2 separate regions of the Mus musculus genome follow, and region 1 is linked to region 2. Evidence: chromatin contacts called from public promoter capture Hi-C data. All regions are on one chromosome and are shown on one strand. The core of a region is the stretch at or near the end of the contact, and the rest is flanking DNA. Distances in the headings are between cores, read along the strand shown. Region 1 has its middle 47 kb from the start of Gm30483. Region 2 holds the start of Pdcd5 (programmed cell death 5).

Region 1 (5,833 bases), core at 3,218-5,717, 1.7 Mb after region 2:
ATTTTATAATGAACATTAAAAGAGTTTGTGGATCATTACTTTATACGAGTTTCAAAGTTATTACATAAAACCCAATAGGGATGGTTATAAATTATCCGATCCTCCGGCCTGGCCTTGGTAAACATAACATGAATTCTGAGACACTGTGGCAGGCAAGATTCATGAGAAGAGGTTTAAAAAGGAGTCCCACCCTCCCTCGCATTTTAAAGGGGAAGAGAAGACCACAGTGCTTGTAGCTTGCTTTTAATATTGTTGTATCTGTTTGAACCCCCCCCCCACACACACACACAGAGAGAGAGAGAGAGAGAGAGAGAGAGACTCTCAGATACTGGCCTCCCTGGTTCATCTCTCATTACCCTATCTGAGGTCTCCTGGTCATTGTGGAATTCTTGAACTTTTGAAGCACAGATTTAAAATAATGTACTTAGTAAAGGAGACTCTGGCCAGCTTGAGTGTGGCAAACAAACATGGCTCTGGCTGGCTCACCTGTGGGTCCACAGCTGTTTATTTTTCAAAAGAAGGAGATCTTGTCTTTAAAACCTTAGACTGCATCTTTGCTGAAGCTAGAGAATTGAGAACATTTTCTGGATCGTCTCCTGCAAGTTAGTTAAACACCGAGACTGTTAGGATCAACATAGATGTCTGTCGTTTGCTTGGACATACTCGTACTATGTTTTGCTCAGGGGAGGGGGACTGCAGTGGTGGTGGTGGTGGTGGGGATCCTGCAATTCCCTCTGAAAGAATCCTCAGTTCCTACTTGGTGCATGAGGAAAATTTAAAGACCAGGAGAGAGGTAGCTTGGTGGATAAAGACAGAGGAGACCAGAGCCTCTGGTGATGTGATGGGCCTGCCCTGGAGATGTTGTAGCCTGGGCACCCTGACGAGACTCCCCAGGGAGATCTTTGCTCCCCTGGTTCTCAGAACCGCTTCCTCCCTCCGCCCAATCTACAAACAGAATGGCTCTGTGCACCCTGGAGAGTGGGAGAGGGGTCACTAGTTAGTTCTGCACCTAGGAACCTCCTGAACCTGTCAGCTCTGCATCTTGCCCTGGGCTCTGTCCCCTTCCCGTGGAGCAGCTGTTAGGGAGGTTTTCTCAGCAAACAGATGTCTGCTGGAGAATTGAAGGCTGGGAGTTGGAGGCCAGCTCCCGACTGTACTTTGAATTATGTCTGCCTTGATCATTACGCAGTCATTCACATATATTTTAGACATCAATATTGTCTAGAAATATTCTCCAGTCCTCAATGCTATTTATATGCTTCGATTCTTCTCTCTGCTTCTGCTCCGAGAGTATGCTCCATGCTCTCCCAGAGCCACCGACTGCTTTCATATCATTTTCATAAATATTTTTATTGGGAAGGGCTTGCCATTTTATTCTAAATTATTTCTCTCCACGCTAAGCAGAAGCCAGCACTCCTGGGGTGCCCAGGAACCTTCCTAACCTGTTTGGATGGGAGCTGAGCTGGTTCTATGTGGCTTTAAAGGAAAGAATATCTTATGGTGTCTCTTCCCAGACAGGGAAAATTTTGACACTAACAAAAGATAGGTTATAATGATGTCACTTTGGTAAAGCCATGGCAGACAGGACTCTTATTTATGTTAGAAACACTGCTTTGGCTTACATCTGATGTCTGCATACAGCGTAAGTCTTGGGAAGGAAAAAGAGCTCATGTGTAGTATGAGAGAAATAAGAAGTACAGGCATGAGGGTTGGAGAGATGGCTCAGTGTGTAGAGCATGTCTGCTTTTACAGAGGACCTGGGTGTGGTTCCTAGCACCCACACGGCAGTTCATAATGATCTGTAACTCCAGCAACAGGGGATTCTCTGCTCTCTTTCAGAGCCCCTGCATGTTGGAATGGAAAGGCACGCATGTGATACACACACAGACAGGCAAAACATCCAAACACACAAAATAATTTACAATCTTAAGTAGAACTACGTACAGGACTTGAGTGAGTATCAAAGACTGAGAATATTTTGGAGCAGAGAGCATCACCCCGAGATCGGGAAAACTGTCCTACCTCCTCGCTCCCTCGCCATGTACGGGCTGTGCCTAATCCAGGCTGCCAATAACCTGATCTGGCCCTGGCATGAGCTGCCTCCCTCCCCAGCAGTTCTCCAAGCAGCCTCTAGGTGGTGCTAATACTGCATAGCTCCAGCTTTTCGGCACAATGAAAACATTAATTTGCTATGAGATAATTTTTGACGTAAATGTAAAATGGTGCCCATTCGAACTCAGTAATGAAGCATGGTGCTTTCTGCGGCTCCTAATTTGACTAGTTAAATGACTCCATTACGTGTCTAACAGACAGAAGCAAATAATTTCTGGTCAGTTGATGTTCACTTATCCGTATCATTTTGCCCTGAAAATAAAAAGTCTCTAATCTACAATTCCTTTGTCTTGGTGGGTTTTTTTTTTGGGGGGGGGGTAAGATTATTAAGGCAAATATACTTAAATAATTCAGGTTAAAGTAGTACAGAGTAACAATTAAAACGCCAGCGTGTGTGCCTAATAGAGGCAGCACAAAACCGGAAACCATTTTCAAACTACCCTAACCTTTGCCCTGTCCCTTGGTCTGGGGTATTTAACAGAAGACTTGAGAGCTAAAAGAGAAAGAATCCATATTTCCAAACCCATTGTCCCCTGACAGCTAAAAACGGGCTGCTGCTGTCTCCTGTTCACTCTGCCACATAACTTTGAAGATTTTTGGACACATCTCAGTGTAGCAAAAATAAAAAGTAAAAATAAAATAATAATAATAAAATACTGCTTTAAAAAATATCAAGTGATGACTAATTTTGCCCAAAGGGGGGAAAATGGTTAATATTGAATCTTAATGTTCCTCATCTAAACGCTTTTTTCTTCCTGCTAAAAACAAGTTTCGAATTAAAGCATATCGGCTTACACATATTGCATGCATATTAGCGAGACACAGCTGTGTATGTCCCCCTCTTAAGAGCCATATGATTAAGTTATGAGATATCATATAATCCAAACTCTTTCTCTATTGGTCACCTTTTACAGACAAAAGCTTTTTCGTTTTTAGGTTTATTAAATGACAGAGCGTCCGACTCTGTAAGTGTTCCAGTCGTTATAATGGAGCACCTGTGACTTTGATTCCCTTCCCTCCCCCCCACTCCTCACTCACAAAGTCCATCTATAAATCGCTACCAAAATGGCCCAGGGGCTGACTGGGGCCAACCCTCCACGTCTGCAGCAGCTGCTGGTAGCTCCTTGACAAGGGTGGAGACCTCGGTGTGGACCTGGGTCTCAGAAATCTTAGTAAACGTCAGAATGACATGCCCCAGCCATGCCACCCCATAACTCCGAGGCAAGGGACAGTGGCCTCTCTTCATGAAGAACCAGTAGTTGAGAGAAAGGAGCTCTAAGGCTCCAAGGGAGCTCTTAGCTCTCGCTTCTCGTGTGTGGATCTGTGAGGCACCGTCTAGCAGAGTACAACATGGTAACTTGAAAATATGGTTTAAATGATCGTCACCCTGCGCCACTCCCCCCCCCCCAAAGTAACAGGCTCTCTGACCTAATTAAATCCACTTTAAAGAAACCAACTGGCGTGTGTGTGTGTGTGTGTGTGTGTGTGTGTGTGTGTGTGTGTGTGTGTGTTTTGTGTGGACAGCCTTTATTAAGCTTTTAAAATCGCAAATCCCTTTGTGCGTGCAAACTCCAGCAGTTTCCATGTTCGGGTGAGGGACACAGAACACAGACTATGTCTTTTGATGTGAAACAATGTCAAAAGGACTAATTATGAGTCATACTTTCTTGAAATTTTTGTTGGCTGATGTCGCCTCTGCAATTGGATCCCTGCATAAGGCCAGCAGCTCTTGCCGGAGGGGAGAACCTGGCACCTTCTGTTCCTGGGCCATCACCCTGGCCCTTTGCTGTTATGTAGGTCGAGAACGCCCGTGGGTTTCTAGGAAGGATCTCACTTTTAAACTTGGCATGGAAGTTACAGCTGGAGAGCAATGTCGTAGCGCAAAGATCTGTCTACACTGTGCGTGCTGAAAGAGGAAATGAGGTCAGGAGGGGCAGAAGAGAAGTGCATCTAAGGAAGGCTTCTTGGGACCTCAGGTCAGGCTCAAAAGCTGCTCCTGTAGCCCATGTTCTTCACAGGAATGCCTGCTGCTCCAAGTCTCTGAAGACAGTGGCTGGCAGCTTTTAGAGGGGCAGCCCTTTATCTGAGTCCAGGGAATGCAGGCCAGAGAGGAAGCAAATCCCACCTGAGGCTGAGCCCACAATGCTACCTGAAAGTGAGGGAGTCCCTGGATAGCAAAAACATAGAGTTAGACACAGGGGCAGGTCAGAGGCTGCACAGGAATGAAAGTGAAGGAAACTGTCCAGGTTAGAGCTGAGCTCAGATGAAAGGCTTCCCGAGCAGCTCGTGGGAAACGTTACAACTCCCTACGACCCATAATGGGAGCCAGATTCTTCTCCTGGTGGTTGTCAGGGAAGCCCCAGCACCTCCCACCTCCCCCGGAACAGCTGAGGGTCAGCACTCTTGGCCCTGGATTAACTGCTATGAACCTGTGAGGGGAAGGAAATGCCTGTTCCTGAACCAGGGACTTAGCAAAACGGTCCTAGAAACTGAGTTGTGGTGCTTTTATTTTATTTTATTTTTCCTTGTGCTAGCAACTGAACTCAAGAGTCTTGTGCACACTAAGCATGCTTTTCTAAAACCTAATGAAGTGCTCAGCCTGGTGGCACACAGCTATATCCCCAGCACTAGAGAAGCAGAGGCAGGAAGACTGAGAGGTGGAGGATAGCCTGGGCTGCTGTGTACTGAGAAGATGAGAAAGAGAGACAGACAGAGAGACAGAGAGACAGAGAGACAGAGACAGAGAGAGAGAGAGGCAGAGAGAGACAGTGGCAGAGACAGAGGCAGAGGCAGAGAAAGACACAGAGAGGGACAGAAAGATAGACACACACATGGGGGGGGACAGAGACAGACAGAGAGAAAAAAAGAGAAAGAAAGACAGAGACAGAAAGACAGACAGACAGACACACACAGAGAGAGAGACAGAGAGAGACAGAGACACATGCAGAGGCAGAGAGAGAGGCAGAGAAAGACACAGAGAGGGACAGAAAGATAGACACACACATTGGGGGGGGGGACAGAGACAGACAGAGAGGAAAAAAAGAGAAAGTAAGACAGAGACAGAAAGACAGACAGACACACACACACATACACACACACAGAGAGACAGAGAGAGACAGAGACACATGCAGAGGCAGAGACAGAGGCAGAGAAAGACACAGAGAGGGACAGAAAGATAGACACACACACGGGGCGGGGGGGGAGAGACAGAGACAGACAGAAAGAAAAAGAGAGAAAGAAAGACAGAGACAGAAGGACAGACAGACAGACACACACACACACACACAGAGAGAGAGAGAGGGAGAGAGAGAGAGAATAAAATCTGAAAGGCAGAGAGCCTGGTGTATTGGGATGGGTATGACAACTGCCAAAAACAAATAAATAAAACTACTTTATTTGCCTTCTTATGTCCACAAAGAGAAGATGTGAGCAGATGCTAGCGGCAGACAAGTGTTTCCAAAGGAGATCAGCGTCGCGGCAGAACAGGTGAGGGAGGAATCAGGCTACCTAAGGACTGATAACTCCGGAGCAAGTGGGAGCCATCTTCGACTCTGTGCAGGAGGAGGTGAGGTGACTGGGGGCCCATTAACAAATACCCCGAGAAGCCAGAGAAGTGCGGGTGGACCAGAGCCCTTATGCAACACCTATATTTAATAATGACTCTGAGGGAGATCAAGGAAATTAAACACCAGTAAGCTTGACTTGAGCAGTGGGGAAGATA
Region 2 (5,378 bases), core at 1,814-4,313:
GGAAACATAGGTCACACAAGGTTAGAACTAAGCTGTCAGCATCTGAATGCACAAAACATTTATTCAATGTCTCTTTAAAAAATCTTTACATTTATTCATTCATTTATTTATTGGAGTTTGGGGTGGGCACACCACAGTGCACATCTGAAGGTCACAGAACAATTTTTGGGAGTCAGTTCTTTCCTTTCACTATGTGGGTCCTGAAGCTTGACCTCAGATCATGAGGCTTGGTGGCAAATGCTCCCCCCTGAGCCATCCAGCGAGCCACCGTGAGACCCCTCTAGTTCCGACTGCATGGTGCCAGGTGCTTCTGCCTTCCAGGAGCCAGCTGTGGATGTAAACTACGAGAATGGCAGGACACTATTTCATGAGGTGGTAGTCCAGGGCAGCAACCATCACCAACAGTAAGTATCCAGTGTGACACGTGCTACGGGCCTGAGTGGAGCCTCGGCAGTTAGACAGACAAGTGGACTTTCTTTAGGGAGGACGCAGAGACTTATGGAGATTCTGAAACACTGTGGCAGGGGCAGAACCAGATCCTGTGAAATTGTAACTCTGCAAGCATCGCTTCTTCCTGAATACTCAAGTAGGAACTGTGGCACACTGCTTTCAAACCTTTTTGGAGGCAGGATTTAGCTATGGAGCTCAAGCAGGCTCAGAATTCACTATGTAGCCAAGGTTGGCCTCAAATTCTTCAACTTCCTTCCTCAGCCTCCTGAGTGGAAGGACCACTGGATTGTACCACTACTCTAAGTAGGAGACTTAAAACATCTCTCTGAGGAACACACTACACAAAAGACAGTAGCAGATACGGTCTGGCAGAATTAAGGGACGGCTGGGGCTGGTTATGCCTATTATCAAGGGCTCATAGAACCAGACTTAATTTATTTCCTTAGGCCACCTTCTCAAGAGTTCCTGAATCTAAGATGCTATGGTCCATAAGACGCACCAATCTGTTTATGCCTTATCAGTACTTGAACCCAGGGCTCTGCATATGCTAGAAAATGCTCGACCACTGTGCTACAGCCCCAGCCTTTTTTTTTTTTTTTCATATATATATATAATCACTTTAACACAGGGTCTTGCTAAGCTATCCAGGCAGACCTTGAACTTGAGATCCTTCTGTCTCTGCTTCCCAAGCAGGGAGGTTAGAGGCGTGAGCCACCACCGGCTTTATGCGCTCAAAGCATAAAAGAGACCCTAGATGAGGAGTCCTGATTAGAGAGGGAAAACCAAACAACCTGCTTTGAGAATGTGGACTTCCAACGGGTTAACCGTGAAGGTTGCCAAAGAGAGTGGGGAGCAAGGGACTTAGTGCTCAGATCTGAACACACCCCAAACAACGGGAGAGGCAAAAGCAGGGTGTGAAGTAGTCACGTCAAATGCATGCTTGAACTTGAGTGAAAGTGCTCTGCCACGCGCAGGGGTAAAACAGCAGAGTAAGTTAGTGTCCACGGACCGCTCACGGGGAGGCCTTGGGTCTAGAATCCCTATGAGGTTATTTACTGTTGGGCTTAGGCAGAACTTCAAAGTGAGGTCTTACTGGAACTCCGTGGGTATTTACTGAATCAGACTAAAAAGGGAATTACCTTCAAGCAGGCTTAGTAGAAAATCACTAGGTTCTGAGATTCACTAAGAGTCACGGACCAATTCCAACTACTAAATAAAAGCCAAAAGCTCAATCTATGAAACCACTCTTCCAGAAAGTTCTAGTTCCAGCCCTACCTTTGCTTTGCTTCCTGTTGGGCTGCATCACCAGGATCCTGAAAAAAAAATAATTTTTACCTTTTAATGGAGTGGAACTTCAAAAGAAGAGAGAAGAACACATGGGTCAGGGAAAGGTGGGGTGAGGCACATTTGTCACCATAGTTAGCACTTAGGAGACACAAGAATCTCAAGTTACCGGCCAGCCTGGGCTATAAACAGAGACCGTATTCAAAATAAAGTAAAATACCAAATAAATGAAAACAAAAATAAAGGGCTTATTCGATATTCTTTCTGCTATAATAGGTTCCCGAGGTGGAAACTGGACCTCACCAAAAAAAAAAAAAAAAAAAAAAAAAAAAAATCAATAAGTCAGTTTCCATTTGCAATGTTGTGTTCGTTTTATTAAATAAGGGCTGAGGGTGGAACTCAGGGAAGAGAGGGTGTTGTGTATGCTAGGTAAGCACTGTGGCCCAGGCTAACCCCCACTCCCAGCCCCACATTTCCCAAGCGTCTCAAGTCACAATCTAAAAGAATGTTTGAGAACGCACACATTCCTGAAAAGGCCCCGGTATCATGGAGCCCTATTTTTAACCAGTGAGAAGACTGGAAAAAAGAGACCCTGGCTTGGCACGAAAGATGCTGGCTCAAAGGCTCAAATGCTTGCCACTGAGGTCACCCACCACCACTAGCGTTTGTCCCAAGGCAAGTTTACAACCCGCTACTCCCTCCTAGCCGGCACCGCAGGGGCTGAGCACCATCTCTGGAGTCCGCGGTTCGACTCCCGCCCGGGGAGGCGCTGTCAGAGCGGCGTCCTCCGCACCAGAGCTCAGAGGATCCCCCTCTACACAGCGCGGGCTTCCGGTCGGCAAGACCCCCCCCAATCCGAGGACACCCCAATCCCGGCGAGGATCGCCTGAGGCTCGACGGCAGCGAAAACCGAGACTTGGGGGGTGGGGTGGGGGGTGACTCGAAGGCGCGCACACCCCAACCCGCACAAGCCTCACGCGGGACCCTACGGCAGCCGAGGAGGCGGCGGTGACCTCCGGGGACACCCCCATCCCCGTGGGCACACACACGTTGCCATGGGGTACGCGGAAGCCGGGGTCCCACGAGCAAACGCCGAGAGCCTGTGCCTGGGGCGAGGGCGTCACCTCGCCCGCCCGCCCGCTCGCTCACTCACTCCATGCTTGGCCTGCAACTCGGCCAGCCTCTGCTTCCTCAGCGCCTCAAGTTCTTCGTCCGCCATGGCGCGGCTGTCCCACGTCGCGCAGGCGCAGCGGCCGTCGGGGGTCGCGCAGCCGCAGCCGCCCTCCGGTACACTCGGTTGGAATCGCTTCGGCCGGAGACTCGAGCCCGGCGCCTTCGACTGCGCAGACGCGAGTGATGCTCAGGCATCAAAAGTCGAGTGCCGAGTTGGGGCTGCCGGGCCTCGGCCAGGGTGCCTTGCAGAGGACCGATCCTGCGATGGGAAAAGGGGCAGAACCTCTAAGAGGGCGCTTGTGGGTTCCCAGGCTCTGAACTGCGCGTTAACACGCCCCACCCTAATGATTCCTAGGACTGGCAATGGCGCAGTTCTGCAAGGTGTAAACTCCTTAGTCGACGCCCTGTCTGCTTTACCCCAACCCCCAAGGGCCTTTGCTGAGAAGATGCTGTGTGTGTGAGTGTGTGTGTGAACTATGGCAATACACACACACACACACACACACACACACACACCCTGATTTTGGAGTGAGGGTCCCAGTAAGGGATGGAGTGGGTGGAAAAAAAAACTGCTCAATTCTCCAATCCTGTGACTTGCTTATGGTATATGTATTTTAATTTTTCCAAATACATCTAACCATTTTCATTATATATATATATGGAGGTAAGGGATGAGTGAGCCTGAGGAGACAAACATTGGACCCCTGGAGTTGGAGTTCCAAGCAACTGTGAGTCACCTGATATTGGGTTGAGAATCGAATTCTGGTGCTCTGGAAGACTAATACACACTTTTAACCACTGAGCCATCCCTCTAGCCCATATACCTACATCCACCCTGTTGAGCAATGGCTACTCTCTATAAATTTTTCATCATTACAAACTGGCACCCACTCACTAAATAGAAATTATTTATTATCCCTGGTTCCCATTACAAAACAATGTTCTGTCTGTATAAAATTGCCTATTCAAGCACTATTTATTTATGGCTGGCATATTTGACCAATCATATACCACCTTCAAGTTTTTTATCCATGTTGTACCATGAGACAGAACTTCATTCTTGATTGGATTTGGTGGGTGTGTGCCTTTAAAGTCGGCCAATCCAGGGGCGTCTGAGGCAGGAGGATCTGGAATTGAAGACCAGCTTGCCATTACATAGTGAGACTTTGGCTCCAACCAAACAAGCTCTCCCCTCCCCCATTTCATTATTTCCTGGCTGAACATATTTACTGTACAAAGCACATTAGATGTATTCATCAGTTTAACCTTGTTCACTTTTTGCTTAGTGTGAGTAAAGCCACTATCAATGCATGTGTTCAAATGCCTGCCTGCAATCCTGCCTTCAGTTATTTTAAATATGTATCTATGGATGGAATTGCTGTGTTAGGGACTGTGGTGGTTTGAAAGAAAATGGCCCCCAGAGGCTCTTAGGGAGTGGCACAGTTAGGAGGTGTGCCTTGTCGTAGGTGTGTCTCGGTTGGAAGGAAGTGTTTTTCTGGGACTCTGAGGTTTCAAGTGTGCTCACGCCATAGTGTTACTTTCCCTGCTGCTCGCCTATTGATGCAGAACTCTCAGCGACCTCTCCTGTACCATGCCTGTCTGCACTACACCATGCTCCCTGCCACGATGATGATGGACTAAACTTCAGAACCTATAAGCCAGCCCCAATCAAATGCCTTCCTTTATAAGAGATGCCGTGATCATGGGGTCTCTTCACAGCAATAGAAATCCTAAACCAGACAGTTGCTTTTCTACTACTGTGATACAATACCATGACCAAGGCCATTAATAAAAGAAAGCTTTTAATTTGGAGCTCACAGTTCCAGAGAATTAGAGTCCGTGACCATCATGGTGGGGAGTATGGTAATGAGCAGGCAGGCATGACAGTGCAACAGCAGCTAAGATCTCACGTCTTGAGACAACTACTATTTTGAAAATTCAGAGCCCTAGTGACACACCTCCTCCAAGGCCACACCCCTCCAAGGCCACACCCCTCCAAGGCCACACCTCCTGTAAGGCCACACCTCTTCCAAGGCCACACCTCCTCCAACAAAGCTACAGCTCCTAATCTTTCTCAAATGCCTGTGTCAACCTCTCCATAGTTCTAATAGCATCTGAAACTCAACATACCCGTAGTTAACCCTTGACTTCTTCATCAGCTGTCCCTTCTACTTCTCCTTACTTTGGTAAATGTCACCGTTTATTAACTAGGTCAGAACACAAGCACCTGGACCTGAGGAAATGGTTTAGGTAGTAAAAGTGCCTGTCACCTAAGTGTGGTGACCTGCATTAATATCTCCTCCCCTCAAAAGCCTATCTGAATACAGCCTAGCATCCCAACCCTGGGGAGGCAGACCCAGACAGTCTGTTCAAAGTGCCGCTCTTCAGGTTCATTTCAAGACCCTGTCTCAAAAAATACAGTGAAGAATGACTGAGGAAGACATCCAATTGTTAACCTCTGATCTCCATGT

The links. Promoter capture Hi-C pulls out the DNA fragments that hold promoters and counts their contacts.
Region 1: a contact with region 2 is called in a promoter capture Hi-C map of liver, with 4 times the contacts expected there. The contact joins the enhancer-like site here to the promoter of Pdcd5 in region 2. A contact is called at or near these places in 7 of 39 promoter capture datasets (the 3T3-L1 cell line, the C10 cell line, cranial neural crest and 4 more), 9 of 484 Hi-C or Micro-C datasets (Sertoli cells, brain, cerebral cortex and 5 more), 7 of 115 datasets of contacts at active chromatin or transcription factors (the NIH/3T3 cell line, astrocytes, craniofacial prominence and 4 more) and 2 of 9 other capture datasets (adipose tissue and liver).

Annotation. Positions count from the first base shown.
Region 1 is chr7:37,371,949-37,377,781 of GRCm38.p6, forward strand. It overlaps a transcript of Zfp536 not described here. Among named protein-coding and RNA genes, the nearest start is that of Gm30483, 47 kb to the left of the region's middle. Within about 2 kb of position 4,468, at least 18 of the 459 cell types and tissues checked have an H3K27ac peak or open chromatin away from gene starts, as enhancers often do. A contact at or near this core is called in muscle stem cells, second pharyngeal arch cranial neural crest and stem cell-derived motor neurons, where this site is marked.
Region 2 is chr7:35,644,419-35,649,796 of GRCm38.p6, forward strand. It overlaps Pdcd5 (programmed cell death 5), which reads right to left and starts at 3,064. Exons shown (of 6, transcript NM_019746.4): 1 at 2,888-3,064; 2 at 1,726-1,763. The coding sequence starts at 2,953.